5 separate regions of the Mus musculus genome follow, and regions 1, 2, 3 and 5 are each linked to region 4. The links are chromatin contacts, called in public HiChIP or PLAC-seq maps. All regions are on one chromosome and are shown on one strand. The core of a region is the stretch at or near the end of the contact, and the rest is flanking DNA. Distances in the headings are between cores, read along the strand shown. Region 1 has its middle 45 kb from the start of Gm46545. Region 2 overlaps Lpp (LIM domain containing preferred translocation partner in lipoma). Region 3 has its middle 15 kb from the start of Gm32126. Region 4 overlaps Lpp (LIM domain containing preferred translocation partner in lipoma). Region 5 has its middle 4.8 kb from the start of Gm31583.

Region 1 (2,700 bases), core at 149-2,648, 450 kb before region 4:
TGTCATTGAGGCCAAGATAATCCAGATAAAGCAAAGAGATCAGAAGTCGGTATTTATTGACATTCTAACTACTTATTAGAATACAGTGTTCTAAGTCTTCCAGGGGGACATCAGCAAAGTGCTCACAGGACTTTCATAGGAAGTAAATTTTAGCCTTCATACAAAGTGATTAAAGAAGGCTCTAAGGGGAAAGAATTTGACCTGGAAGTTAGAAGGTAGGTTCCTGAAGCATAGCAATGACTCCTAAGGGCCCTGATACAGAGAACAGTACGGGCACACCCACAAGTTACTAGAAAGCAAGTTTTAAAGAGGCCGTGTCTAGGGAGTGGCTACCAAATGTGAAGGCAAATCCCTTCTAGAAGGTACTAAGTCCATTCTGGTGGGAAATGCATTGATAATTGGACATTATGCTCACTGCAAGTCGACATCTTGTACCTCTCTCTTAGAGTAGGAACCCTGACCCTTTGAAATAATTAGCATCATGTGTGTAAAGAATAAATTACCAGGGTTCAAAGACAGGTACACTAAATTCAGTGGTTAAAAGATATGTATCCTTCTTAGCTCTATCGACATAAATGGAACCGAGAGTAAAGAGCACTTAAAATAGGAAGAGACTAGGAGAGGTTGCAGTTCTCTCGGGAAAACTCTGTCTTATGTATAGATTTGCAATGATGATCATGGTCCATTTGCCCTTCCTGGCCTTGGTCATGTTACTTTATTGCTAAAGGTTCATCTTTCTTTCCTGAGAGTTAGGGGAAAGAAATTCTGCACACATTGAATGTTTGTGTTGAAACGGGAAGGTGTCTTCTGCCAAAAAATTAAGAATCTTTGCTCCATTCCCTTCTGTGTTTTTATCATGCCCCATCACTTCTTCTTAACAGAGGCCAAGACACATTAGTTGCTATTCAATTGCTGTGATAAAACACCATGACCAAGGCAACTTATTTTTTAAGAAAGTATTTAATTGGGCTCATAGTTTCAGAGGTTTGGAGTCCATGATGGTTGAGCAAAAGTGTGGAGGCGGGAAAACCTGGAGCAGCAGCTGAGAGTGAATAACTTAGTCTAGAAGCAAGAGGCAGAGTGAGAGAGACCACACTGGGAATTGTGTGACTCCAGGAGCCACACCTTCTTCAAAAAGGATAAGTCCCTCTCCCATCCTTCCCAAATACTTCCACTAATTGGACATCAAGTATTTAAACATATTAGCCTATTTGATGCCATTTTCACTCAAACCATCACACAAGACAATTTGCTGTATCACAAGATTGATACCAGACTCCACCCCCAAGTGCCCCCACTATTGTAAATAGTATTGATTTGGACTAGTGAGACACCCACCTGGATGAAGGCTCAGCCACCCATCCTAAAGAATGTTGATAGTTACTATGATTCAGATATGATTCACCACCCAAGAGTTCAAAGGTTTTGGGTTTGGCCCTCGGTGACTCAAGGTGGAGGTTGGACCTCTGTCTAGGGATTTTGAGGTGCTGCTTTTGGAAAGAATTAAGGCCATTTGTCTTAGTCAAGGTTTCTATTCCTACACAAAACATCATGACCAAGAAGCAAGTTGGGGAAAAAAGAATTTATTCAGCTTACAATTCCACATTACTGTTCATCACCAAAGGAAGTCAGAACAGGAACTCACACAGGGTAAGAGCTTGGAGGCAGGAGTGGATGCAGTAGCTATGAAGGAATGCTGCTCACTGGCTTGCTTCCCCTGGCTTGCTCAGCTTGCTTTCTTATAGAACCCCAAACTATCAGCCCAGGGATGGCACCACTCAAAATGAGCCCTTCCACCTTGATCACTAATTGAGGAAATGTCTTACAGCTGGATTTCATAGAGGCACTTTCTCGAGAGAGGCTCATTTCTCTGTGATAACTCCAATTTGTGTCAAGTTGACACACAAACCAATCAGTACCCCATTCATACAGGATCCTGAGTTAGTTCTCATGAAAACGAGTTAGTATAAAATCTTGATCCTAAGGGCTGCCAAGATCACTGAGTGTTTCAGAGTACTTGCTGCTCTTTCTGATGGTCCAAATTTAAGTTGACAGCATCCACATCAGGCAGCTCACAACCCTATGGATTTCCAGTTCTTAGGAAATTCCTTCTTCTGGCCCTTACAGGAACCCATATTCACAAGCACATACATGCGCACACACATATGCACACATATATGCACATAAATAAAAATAAAATAAATCCTAAAAAAATAAAAGTCTTGATCCTGTTCTCTAAGTCACTGAGTTTCTCTCTAACCAAACTATCTCTCCCTTTCACATGAACTCCTGCCATTCTGCTGCCATCTGTGGTAAGGCATTGGCCAAAGCAACTGAACACCAATGCTGTGCCATCGAACTACTAGAACGATACGTTAAATAAACACACTTATTGTATAATTTCTCCAGGCTTGGGCATTTCATTACAGTAACAGAATCATATTAATGCAGCAGATCTCAGGAGACACACCAGTGTATACTTTGAAGTGACACTGGATATATTCTCAAGATGTTATATGTCCATCAAGGGTTGAGCTTCCCCATTGAACTTAGGTTTCAGAATGCCAGGGGGTACCCCTGTTATGGAGTTACTGATGAACTGAGGGGAAACACTGTTTTGGTATCAATAAAGAGGACACAGACCAGTGGTTCAAGAAGATGCTGAGTCACATCGGCTGTGTTACTCATTGTTATGTAGAC
Region 2 (2,700 bases), core at 127-2,626, 310 kb after region 4:
GAGTTCCTGCCTGGCTATTGGAGGTGGCCTCTTCAGGTTCCATAACCCCAGTGCTGTGAGCCACAGCTAAGGTCACACCTGTTGATTCTTGGGTGCCTTTCTCATCCCAAGTCTCTGTCCTTTTCCTAGCAATATCTCCTACCTCCCCACCCCTGTCAGCTGCAGATTTCCATTCATTCACATGACCATCTGGCCATCCCTCCTGCCCCTCCCCACATCTGATCCCAATTCACCCCCTATTCCCCATCTCCTCAGTTACTTTTCTATTACTGTCATAAAATATCATGACCAAAAGCAACTTAGTAATGAAGAAAGAATTTCAGAGTATTAATATCACTCATTCACAAATGATGTGGCACAGTGGCAATAACAAGAAGCTAGTTGGTCACATTTCATCAGCACAAAGGACACAGATAGAAAAGACAAAACCTGCAAAATGCACCCCCAATGAGGACCTTTCTTCAGCTAGGTTCCTTCTCCTAGAGTTCGATAATCTCCCAATGCAGTGCCACTGTTGAATAATCTCTGAATGCAGTGCCACCATCTGGTCCCACATATTTCAAACACATGAACCTATAAAGAGTATTTCTTATGCCAACCCCTGTATCCTCTCAACTTAGGAAATGCTATATTAGCCAGCGATCATGTTCCATTCTCACGATGCTGGAAGATGGTGACATTGTGATCCTTTCTGCTTGCTCTATTGCTGGACTGATGAACTAGTATTTGAGGTCACCTGTGTAACGCTGAAGACAAAAGAGTCACTTGGTAATCCCCTGGGGCCCTATTTTCACATAGCACTTAGGTTTGAAAGTTGCAAGAGGATTTAGTGAAATAATGATGGAACAATTTGGAGATTTGTGTTCTTTCAGGAAATACAGGTGTTCTTAGTAACCACAGAGCTGGCAGTCTACTGTGCATTTCTGCTTTGCATGTCCAAATATAAACTAGATGCTTAATGTCTAACAATAGCAGTTATCGCCTATTAAGCTGCTTATGGTATAAAATAATGTATTCTATATCACTCAAAGTTCTTTCTATAGCATTGTACTGGTTATATATGTCGAATGCCTCTTTCACGAGGTCTTTATGATCATGAAGTATATTGCCTGGAATATGTTATCATAGATGGAGAACGTAGTCACAGCCAGTAGCCATAAAGCCTGCACTGCTTTCTAGCAAAGCAACCTTCACATGCTGTCTGATTTGAAGTCTTGCATCTTTAAGATAGGATCCTAGTGTTACACACAGCTATCTGTGTAGATGTATAGCTCACACATTTACAAGAAAAGGAACCAGGGTGACTTTAGTATAGTTCTCTGCCATTCATTTATTTCAGGAATGTTTCTTTGGGTGTGTTCCAAAGTATATTTGTATAGTAAAAGTCTTATCAGGCAAGCTGGCAAACTAGTGGCTTGGGGCCCCAGTAGAAGAGACACACCGGTTCTCGCTGATCAGTTCTTCGAGATTACTTCAAATCCCTGTTCACTTTTACAGTCTGGCAACACTTCTCACAGAAACTCATTACACAGATCAATGTCTGACAAGATTATTTTACTTTGATTTTATGCAATGTGTTTTGCTTGTGGTTTGGATCTTGTGCCATACAAACACCTTCTCCTGCGCACAATTCCAGTGCTGGAAAGCTGATAGAATCTTTTTAACTTTAATGTTCTTTTCCCCCTTAGTCTTCATTGATTCCCTTTTAATTTCTCTGTTCCTTATCATAGGCATAAGCATATTATTGATTGTATTGATTATGTCTTTTAAAACTAATGAAGTGAAGAGATATACCTCATCTCTATGCAGCTGGCTTCATTTTGCTTTTGTGACATCCTCACCTGCTCATGAGTGTGGCTCACAGTCCTCTGGACCGGATTATCATTCTTATTCAGATGATTTCCCCCAACAATGTATTTATTGGTTCTGCATTTGCATATGAAAAGAGAACCTGAGATGCTTGTCACAGTTCTTTAAGGAAGCTTTCACTCTTTTCCAAATCAGCATCATTTTCTAATGTGTACATGCAGTCAAGTGTATAGGGCAAATATTTGTCTATTGTTTAATTCTCTTGCTCACAAGCTCCTTTTAAGTACTTAGTGCCCTTTTATACATATGTACAATGACTGTAGGAATTGTTAAGTGGTTAAAAATCAAAGCACAATAATATACTTCAGCATTTCTGTTAAGTTTTTCATTCACTTATTTTAGGCCCCAAAAATAAGCATCATAGAATGTCCTTTCTGATATAAAGTAGAGTTCTCATGTGTGAATAAGTATCTCTGTGTGTGTGTGTGTGTGTGTGTGTGTGTGTGTGTGTGTGTGTGTGTGTGTGTGTTTGAGAGTGTTTACCACAGTTTCCAGTCATTCACCAAGAATGCAGTTGTTGTATCCTATGAGAGCATTTCAGGAAGCTGGCAGTCTTCTGAAGCGGGTGGGCCACTGCATCTTTTTTTTTTTTTCCATTTTTTATTAGGTATTTAACTCATTTACATTTCCAATGCTATACCAAAAGTCCCCCATATCCACCCACCCCCACTCCCCTGCCCACCCACTCCCCCTTTTTGGCCCTGGTATTCCCCTGTACTGGGGCATATAAAGTTTGCAAGTCCAATGGGCCTCTCTTTCCAGTGATGGCCGACTAGGCCATCTTTTGATATATATGCAGCTAGAGTCAAGAGCTCCGGGGTACTGGTTAGC
Region 3 (2,700 bases), core at 78-2,577, 320 kb before region 4:
CCGAGGTAGGATTAAGGGAGGTCCATTTGGAGTAGACTGAAAGTCTGAAGCTGGGCTTGCACTTGCAGAACTAGGAATGGTGCACAGGCACAGAACACAAGAGAAAGTGAACAGTGGAAAAGTACAGGAGCAGGAAGACTGAGTAGCTTCACCTGGCTGGCGTGCAGCACTGCGTGCTCAAACCGGAGCAAGAGGGAGAGGACTGAACAGGAAGGTGGAGATCCAGGTAGGGGTGTATGGAGCCGAGTGGGGAGACCAGTTGGGAGCCTTTGGAGACTTGAGAGGGCGGGGGCAGCGAACACTATAGGCAGAGACAGAAGAAACGAGAAAGGTTTCAACAGAGTTGCCTGGATTCTTCCAACTTCTTGACTCACACTGTTCCCTGCCCACCTGCCCGCCTCTTAGAAAGCTTATCTTTTGATCTTCCAGGTGCATGACTTTCTGCCCAATTACTTGTCTTCAACCCCTCCAAGCAGGTCAACCATGCAGCTCAGGAGTCTCATTGTCACACTTGGCCTCAGTTGCTCCTGCCACTGTCTACCTTGCCAGTACTCTGCATTAGAGTCCCAGGAGAACAGTAGCTTGAAGTCCCCCAGGTTCTTACATGAAGGCTTGCTCATAAGATGCTACATGAGGACCTGAAGACAGTTTGAGCACAGGATGGCAATGGGGAAATCACCCTCTTTCCAGGTCTGTTCAGTGGACTAGTCCCAGTTGTAGCCCATCACATCTACTCTTAGAGGATTCGAATGGGGACAAGAGGGACAAGGGAACCAGATCAGGAGGAGTAAAGGACCTCGTTTTGGTGAAGGAACCCACTCAGCCACAGCCACCACTAGTCCTAAGAATCACTGGCTAAGAAATTCAGAATAGAGAAAGTAAAAGTGCGGTCTTCACTGAGCAAGGGGACCTTGGGCCTCTCGGTCTCTCTGAGCATCAGTTTTTACCTTTGTAAGATGACAATTATGACATATGCCTTATGTATTTTCCTGGGCTGTTTTCAAGCTAGGAAAGACAGAAATTACCATGTTCTGTCTCAGCTGCTTCCTCCTACCCCTCTCTCCAGAACAGGCAGGTATGGAGATGAGAGAGATGGAGAGGGAGAGGGAGAGGCAGAGGGAGAGAGGCAGAGGGAGGGAAGAGGGGGAGGGAGGAGAGGAAAGAGGGAAGAAGGGAGGGACGGAGAGGGGAAAAGAGAAAGAGAGAGAACCTACTATCTGGAGAGTGCAGACTGTGGTGCACCCTTGGTTCCACAACAGCCTGAGCACTAGCCTGTTCTGCTCATGTGACTGGTTCCCACAGGGAGCAAATGGCCCATGATCACAGAGTGAGTCAGAGGATAAATCCAAGTTGGGAGGATCCCAGCCTCCCAGCCTCTGTTTTTCACCACCCCTACACCTGTGGCTTTCTAAAAGGAAGGTCACAAGAACAGAGTCTGTGGCCCAAGGACTAGACTCACTTGACTCCTGAATTGCTGCTGAATACTTACATAATTGGAAGGGACGAATGACTTAGCCTCGGGCTAGATCAGACACCATTTTTAAAAACCATCATTTGGAATCCTGGATAACCCTCCCTAAAATGTACAGCACTCATGCACTGAGAAGACAGTTCAGGGTCCAAATCGGGGGCTTCCTACCATACTCCTTTTTTTTTTTTTTTTTTTTTTTTTGTCCTTAGGTGCTAGTTGGCTCCAAGGAGAAGAAATGGTCCTGTGTACTAGCTAGTGACTATCCTTTATCAAAGGCTTTGTAGGTGTCAATCCTCCTAGACACACCTTACAGAAACCTACTTATGTCGTCCTCTTCACAACTAAATGATAAGTTAGGATACTTCTATTCACAGGAAAAGGGAGGAGGGGAGAGGAAAACCTAAAGTGTTAACCTGGACAACACAGGTGTCTTGAACTCTTGCCTCCTCAGACTGCTCTAATCACAGAAGTTCCCATAAACAGCTGGTGCTGTTCCCGTTCCTCCTCAAGACCACGACTGTTGAACAACAGATGCCTTTCTCCCTCCCAGGAGTCTAGGAGCAAACTCTGCCTCAGCCACGAGCTTGAATGTTTTAGTCTGCTGGTTAACTCACCATTCCACAAGCATTTCTCAAGGACAACACTCTGTGGGGTTCCAAGAGGCTGGGCCACTCCCTTGCCTTCAAAGCTTTGAAGGTAAGCAAGTAGCAATGGAGCATATTATCAACTCCAATCGAGGGAGGGCAACTTGGGTCGCAAGACGGAATTAAAGGCTCCTGTCTAGAGTTTAGAACTTAGCGAAGAGAAAAAGAGATTATGTGCACGCAGCAAGAGCATCTAGAACAGTAAGCCAGGCCAATGATATGGGCAGAGGGCAAGACACAAGGGAAACGAGACTGGAGCTCAAGCCAGGGCCAGACCAGCTTTAGTGGGCCTCTCAATACTTCCACAGCCCTCTGGTCCTACTCCATCCCAGACTTAAGTGCCGTAGCTTCCCAAAACCTCAGTTTCCCCCTCTGTACAACAGAAGCCAAGAATGCTCCCTATAAGGTGACTACTGGAAGGCTGGGCCAGGAGCATCCCCTAGGCTAGGGATGCTTAGTCTCCCCAGGCTAGCAAGGCAATGTAAATCATAGCTATTTATAATGGAGCAAACTGAGGCTCTGAAAAGGCATTGCCTCAGCAGCCAAGCACTCCCTCTGGAATCCTGAAAACCTGCTGCCTGCTGC
Region 4 (2,700 bases), core at 108-2,607:
CCTTAAGTGGCATAAAATGTGACCTGAAGTGGGTCTGAGGTGGAGTAGGGAGGTGGAGTTTGTGGAGAGAAAGTGAAAATGGTTTTCTGGAAACTTCCTTTGCCAACAATTCTGCATAGATGCCTCAATGAAGGAGGTTGGCAAGGCAGAGCTGAGGCGGCAGCTCCCTTGTTGTTTCTGTGTCCTGATCACTTTCCCAGGCTTGCATGCCTTCTTCCTTCCCTTGAGCTTCATTCCAGTTAGTGGCTGCTGAGATTCAGACACAGACAGACAGACAGACAGATAGACAGACAGACAGATATACACAGGATAAGCAGGTGATGTAAATCTGCAATTATCGTTGGGTTAAAAAAGGTTGTGTTAGATGCACGTATGCGTTTGGCTCATCTGTTTCCTATTGGCTGCAATCCTCTCTCCCCGTTAATGCGCCAGTCCTTTGCCATGTCCAGTTGCAGCCAGAAGAGGAGCACTGCCTGGTACAACCGGTTCCAGGGAAGAGAGCAGGACTGTTTTGAAGAGCTGACGTTAGAGGCTTGGCAGGAGTTAGTTTCATAGCCTTTCAGTGTGCACTGTTTTTTAGCTCTTTGTGTTTCTTAACATTGACTGTTGAAGGTTTGCCCAAGAGCATATAAGAAGGAAACTCACCTGTGGGCACATGTTTGCATGTGGATGCAGGCCTTGAGGGAACTTTTGGGGATGCCCATTGTAAGGACCTCATGCTGTGTGTGCCCTCTGGATACTGGCTTTTGGGGAAGGTTTTCAGTGGTGGGGGAAGCTGTGATCACTCTACAGCTGAGCATCCCTGGAGGCTGGCTGCAGAGTCTTCAGTGCTGTGACAGACCTGGGCGCTCTGTGTGAGTGAGAGTGGCCTGTTAGTTTGGTAAAGGAAAGAGAAGTTTCTAATTAAGCCAAAGAGTATAGAAGGGGAATGAAGGTTTGTAGAGGGACGTGGGACTGGCAGGCTGGAATGCATGGGCATGGGGGTGAGGCATTTGCCTCCAATCAACAAATTTTCCAGGGCCTTCCTACAATGCTGGGGACTTTCTTCTAGAAGTTGTGCAGAGCTGTTACAGTGGATTTGGGGAAGGGCTGTTGCAAGATTACTCTGTGTGTGTGTGTATGCTGTTTTCCTTTTTTTTTTTGTGTATTTCAGTCTTTTTAGGAACGGTTACGCAGCTGTACCTCTGGGCAGTGTGCCTGCCTGACTTTACAGGCCTTTCCTTTCCTTGTTCTGCCTGGCTCAGCTCCTTCTCATGCTCCTATAATGAAGTGTGGCAGCAAGGCCCCTGGCGCTGCACTGAGCCCTAGGATCTGACCCAGTGCAAGCCCTTGTGGTTGTCCTCCTCTCCCGCCCTCTTCCCCCTCCTCTCTCTCTCTGTCACCAGCCACCCCCAGCAGCTGCAGCCACAGCCCTCCACTCCCTTAAATAAATAAGCCAGTCGCTCGAAAGGGTTCCAAGCACATTAGTCACATATCCCAGAAGTTTAATACAAAATTATTTTGACAGCGAGCACAAGAAGGTGCTTTCTAGCTGAACGCACAGAACTGGCTTTTTCCAGCTGGGCCTCCTGCCTCACAGACAGATGATACGTTTTGTAGATGGAAAGGCTGTGCGGTGCCTGCGACCGCGGTGCTTGCAACCCTTGGATGTGTAGCAAACTGCTCACTACCAAATGCGTAACCAAATGGGACCAGATATAAAACCAGGGCTGGGACAAGAGAGCTATTTCTCTCTCTTGTTTATTAAAGTCTCAAAAGAACTGGAACAATGACTCCCCCGTCAACGTCCTCCCCAGTGACAGACAGAACACCCTGCTCTCACGGGGCTGTCAGCATGCACCTGTCCCTGGAACCCTCTTTTCCTCTTGGGCTTGTGTCTTCTGGGCTGGGAGGCGGAAGGCGAGAGAAGGGAGAATATCAAGTTTTTATTGTGAGCATAACTTTCTCACTAATAGCTTCCATGAGTCACTGGGAGATTTCTGTTTATTTATTTATCTGGCTCCCTCATCTTTTTAAAACCCAGGCTTCTGCATGTCCTGAAAGTCAGGACAGCTCCAGTGGTCGCAGTGTAGGTGGCTCTTCATGCATCCAGCTGAGTAGTGCTTCCCCAAGTATTTTCTGACTCACTTATGTAGCACTTTTTGTTGCTGTCACTGGGCAGGTTAAAGGGTCCTGACTGACCTTCGGCCACACTTGCTTAGAGCTGATAATGTCCACTTTGGCACATAGAAGGAGGAATGAAGAACCCATGCACACTGTGGCTACCTATGAGAGATTTCCCCTTGGTATTCCACAAAGCATCTGAGGAGTCAGACATGTCTCCTCATACAGCTTGGCTCTTTCCTTTAGGGTCCTGCCTAGAGACAGAAGGCCTTTTCCTGAACAACGCTGCTTATTCTGAAGGTTTCAACTGGTTGTGATAGGGCTGATAAATCCTTTAGCCTCAGTGTTTTCTGTTTCTCTCACTGGGATCCATTTTTAAAAACTCTTAACAAAAATCTCCTTGGCTTCTACCCTGGGCTAAGTCGGCCGTCCACATTGGTTTGTCTCCATGGGACCCACTATAGAAGCCACTGTGTTAAATGCTTCATGTGGAGACTTGGTGACTGTGCCCTGCCTTCTGTCTTTTGCCTCTGTCCATCTCCCAAACCTGAGAACTTGGCATCTGTGCAGATGGGCCCACATGGGCTAAGTGTTAGC
Region 5 (2,700 bases), core at 176-2,675, 400 kb before region 4:
GAACTCAGTGGTTAAATGAGACGCTCTCTGAGTTGCTTTCCATCTCCAACTGGAAACCTTAGATAACCTGAACAAATACCTTAACTTCACAAACAGAAATAGTGGGATCGCTTTAAGGAAGCGAGTGGGAGTCCACAGGACCGAGAGAGATATGGGGATTAAAAACGGGCGACTATGAAAGATGAGTTCAGCCATCCCTCATGGAGCCACAGTTCTGAGCAAAATAGGCCCCTCACCAGCATGGGGAGGGGCAGGCTGGGAAGCCCAGTGAGAAGAACCCCCAAAAGCCTGGGAGCCCGGACATGTGCTTCTGGGCCAAGCCCGCCCTTGTTTGCCCAGCCACCCTGAGCCTCCTGTCACTGTGGTTTGAAATCAAAACATCCATTCTTCCACAAGGTCATGAGCGCTCAAGAGTCTTACTGCCTCTGAAGACAACCATTTCTGTCTGGGTGAGTTCTATTTATCAGAAATGTTTCAAAAGCATGCTAATAGCATCCTTAATTGCACACGCCTCAGTGTTCTTGCTGGCTAGCTGATCAGCTATTTGGGACCTGGTTACTGTGCAGTAGGTAATTCCCTGGAGAATTACTGTCCCCACAAGTCTCTGCTGTCTGTTGTACTGCAAAGAAGGCTGGTCCTCTACCCAGTCCTCAGCCTCTCGGCTCACATACCTAGCTCACATTAATCACTCAGAAAGCACATTGGTAACTTACTGCTTAAAAAAGAATGTGGATTTTGGGGTATTTTTTCCCTCTTCTTTAATCAAGGGAGTGTTGCTCACTATTTACTTTATGAGACAGTTGCACACAAATGATTGGGATTAAGTACTGGCTTGACTGAAGTCTTGGTTTTGGCTCACTCAGAAGTGATGCAACCCAAATCCAGTTATTTGCCCTCTCCAGGTCTGTTTCCTGGTACAAAAAAAATTAATAATATTTACTTTATGGACTATTGAGAGAATTAAATTAGGTGGCTTGTCCCATGGGAAGTACCATTAAGTAATTAAGAAGACATCTTTTCTCCACAGTTCAACCTTATCCACAGTCCGAGTCCTCTTTGGTACCGCTGACCATCTTATTGGTCTCAGTTCTGTCCTCGGAGACCATGCAAAGTAGGCCAAAATCCTCTTTCCACTTGGCCGTCTTTCAAGTATTTCCATTTGACCACAAGCTCCATACATGGCAAAGGACCTCTCCCGAGAAATTGAGGTGGGAAGAAAAAAGTGTATTCAGGACTTCACCACAATCTGGAGAGAGAACCAAGGAATCCCAACTTCTGCCCTGGAGTGACTGACCACTTCACACCTACCTCCAAGAACAGAGGGGCCAGCCAGAGCTCTTAGAAAATGGCACTGTGGTAGCACATGGCACCGAAGTGCTGACACATGGCTCTTTGATGTGGGCCTTAGCTCATGATGTTGCTTTATTTCCTTAAGTTCGAAGATAAGCATGGGCCACTAGAACCACTTCAGTGAGGAGCAGAGCGAGCTGCCCCGAAGGCTTTTAGGAATTTTCCCACAGAAGTATTGCAGCCAATTGTGCAAACTTGAAAATGGTTTCATGCAAATCTATTTTGCAAATACGTACAATCTTTTTCTGAATTGTTTTTATAACCCCACATCTCTGCACTATCGAAACCCTCAGATACCTGGTTTCTTCTCTCAGGTGGAAGCAATTTCTGAAGCAAGAGAGGGCTTGACTCAATAACTGAAGACTTGGACAAACTGCTCTATGTGTTAAACGGGCACTGTAAGAAACCTATTTGCTACCCTTCTGCCTGCTTGGGATGTGAGCACTCTGTGATCCCTGGTTTAGAAGTGTGACTGACGGACAATTGGAAAATCCCTTTAACTATGTGGTCCTGTAACTTGTCCCACAGGGAACCTTCTTAGCTCTAGGTGATCTTGAAGCTTGAGCTCCTACCAGGAGTTAGTAGCTTATAGGGGTCAGGGAGGGGACCTTGGCAAGATTCCTCCACTAGGATACTAAGTAGACTCAAAGTTTTCAAGGTTACTTTGAAACCAAGAAGCACTACTTTCCCATCTATATTTATTCTAATGGTGAGGTAGCTTCTGGTGAGAATTTGATTAAACAGTGCACTGAAGGCTGCCGTTCACTGTTATGTCTTGATCAAAATTTCAGGGATGTATTATGTTATTTCCTGTGTGAGACTGGAGAAACCTCCCCTCCATGACTGACAGCCTGGTAGGACAAGCTAAGACTTTAATTTTGACCTCCTGTCAGTCTCAGGGCAGGGCTCAGTCTATTACCATGATGACTAGATCAGAAAGTTGACCTTATTAGTCATTCTTCTCTGTCTATAGACAGTCCCAGGCAATGTTTACGATATGACTTCTAAGAGACTAGGAGTCTATCCATTCCACTTTCTGTACCTGGAGCAGCTAGAGTTCAGAGCCCTCTGTCTCCAGTGATAAGTAGTCTTCTCTCCATGCCCCAGGATAATAACGCTGTGGCTTGATCTGTGCACTGGAAAGCACCGAGCTTCACGGTGAATCTTAAGTCTTTCAAAATATACAGTGTTATTTTAAAATTATGGGGACAATAAAAACTAGCCAGCCTTTGGTTGTGCCAATTTTGTCCCTAAGGTCACACTTATGTGTGGAACCCCCTCCTTGTGACCTGGTGCCATGACTCTGCCTGTCTCCATTTCTCCGTCTAGAGAAGAGAATCTGTAACTTCA

The links. HiChIP or PLAC-seq counts read pairs in DNA pulled down with a chosen protein or histone mark.
Region 1: an HNF4G HiChIP or PLAC-seq map of pancreatic cancer cells shows a contact between it and region 4. The contact joins two enhancer-like sites. A contact is called at or near these places in 2 of 484 Hi-C or Micro-C datasets (both in liver) and 1 of 115 datasets of contacts at active chromatin or transcription factors (pancreatic cancer cells).
Region 2: a contact with region 4 is called in a FOXA1 HiChIP or PLAC-seq map of pancreatic cancer cells. The contact joins two enhancer-like sites. A contact is called at or near these places in 4 of 484 Hi-C or Micro-C datasets (adipose-derived mesenchymal stem cells, cerebellar granule neurons and embryonic stem cells) and 2 of 115 datasets of contacts at active chromatin or transcription factors (fibro-adipogenic progenitors and pancreatic cancer cells).
Region 3: a FOXA1 HiChIP or PLAC-seq map of pancreatic cancer cells shows a contact between it and region 4. The contact joins two enhancer-like sites. A contact is called at or near these places in 1 of 15 datasets of contacts at CTCF or cohesin (CD8 T cells), 3 of 484 Hi-C or Micro-C datasets (B cells, muscle stem cells and myocytes) and 3 of 115 datasets of contacts at active chromatin or transcription factors (CD8 T cells, fibro-adipogenic progenitors and pancreatic cancer cells).
Region 5: a FOXA1 HiChIP or PLAC-seq map of pancreatic cancer cells shows a contact between it and region 4. The contact joins two enhancer-like sites. A contact is called at or near these places in 2 of 484 Hi-C or Micro-C datasets (both in liver) and 2 of 115 datasets of contacts at active chromatin or transcription factors (astrocytes and pancreatic cancer cells).

What each region holds. Positions count from the first base shown.
Region 1 is chr16:24,036,268-24,038,967 of GRCm38.p6, forward strand. No RefSeq gene overlaps it. Among named protein-coding and RNA genes, the nearest start is that of Gm46545, 45 kb to the right of the region's middle. Within about 2 kb of position 1,399, at least 12 of the 459 cell types and tissues checked have an H3K27ac peak or open chromatin away from gene starts, as enhancers often do. A contact at or near this core is called in pancreatic cancer cells, where this site is marked.
Region 2 is chr16:24,800,130-24,802,829 of GRCm38.p6, forward strand. The region is part of intron 8 of Lpp (LIM domain containing preferred translocation partner in lipoma); the gene reads left to right. Among named protein-coding and RNA genes, the nearest start is that of Mir28a, 26 kb to the right of the region's middle. Within about 2 kb of position 1,377, at least 3 of the 459 cell types and tissues checked have an H3K27ac peak or open chromatin away from gene starts, as enhancers often do. A contact at or near this core is called in pancreatic cancer cells, where this site is marked.
Region 3 is chr16:24,173,459-24,176,158 of GRCm38.p6, forward strand. No RefSeq gene overlaps it. Among named protein-coding and RNA genes, the nearest start is that of Gm32126, 15 kb to the left of the region's middle. Within about 2 kb of position 1,328, at least 32 of the 459 cell types and tissues checked have an H3K27ac peak or open chromatin away from gene starts, as enhancers often do. A contact at or near this core is called in muscle stem cells, myocytes and pancreatic cancer cells, where this site is marked.
Region 4 is chr16:24,489,589-24,492,288 of GRCm38.p6, forward strand. All of the region lies in intron 3 of Lpp (LIM domain containing preferred translocation partner in lipoma), which reads left to right. Among named protein-coding and RNA genes, the nearest start is that of Gm24440, 85 kb to the left of the region's middle. Within about 2 kb of position 1,358, at least 127 of the 459 cell types and tissues checked have an H3K27ac peak or open chromatin away from gene starts, as enhancers often do. A contact at or near this core is called in muscle stem cells, myocytes and pancreatic cancer cells, where this site is marked.
Region 5 is chr16:24,093,511-24,096,210 of GRCm38.p6, forward strand. No RefSeq gene overlaps it. Among named protein-coding and RNA genes, the nearest start is that of Gm31583, 4.8 kb to the left of the region's middle. Within about 2 kb of position 1,426, at least 33 of the 459 cell types and tissues checked have an H3K27ac peak or open chromatin away from gene starts, as enhancers often do. A contact at or near this core is called in pancreatic cancer cells, where this site is marked.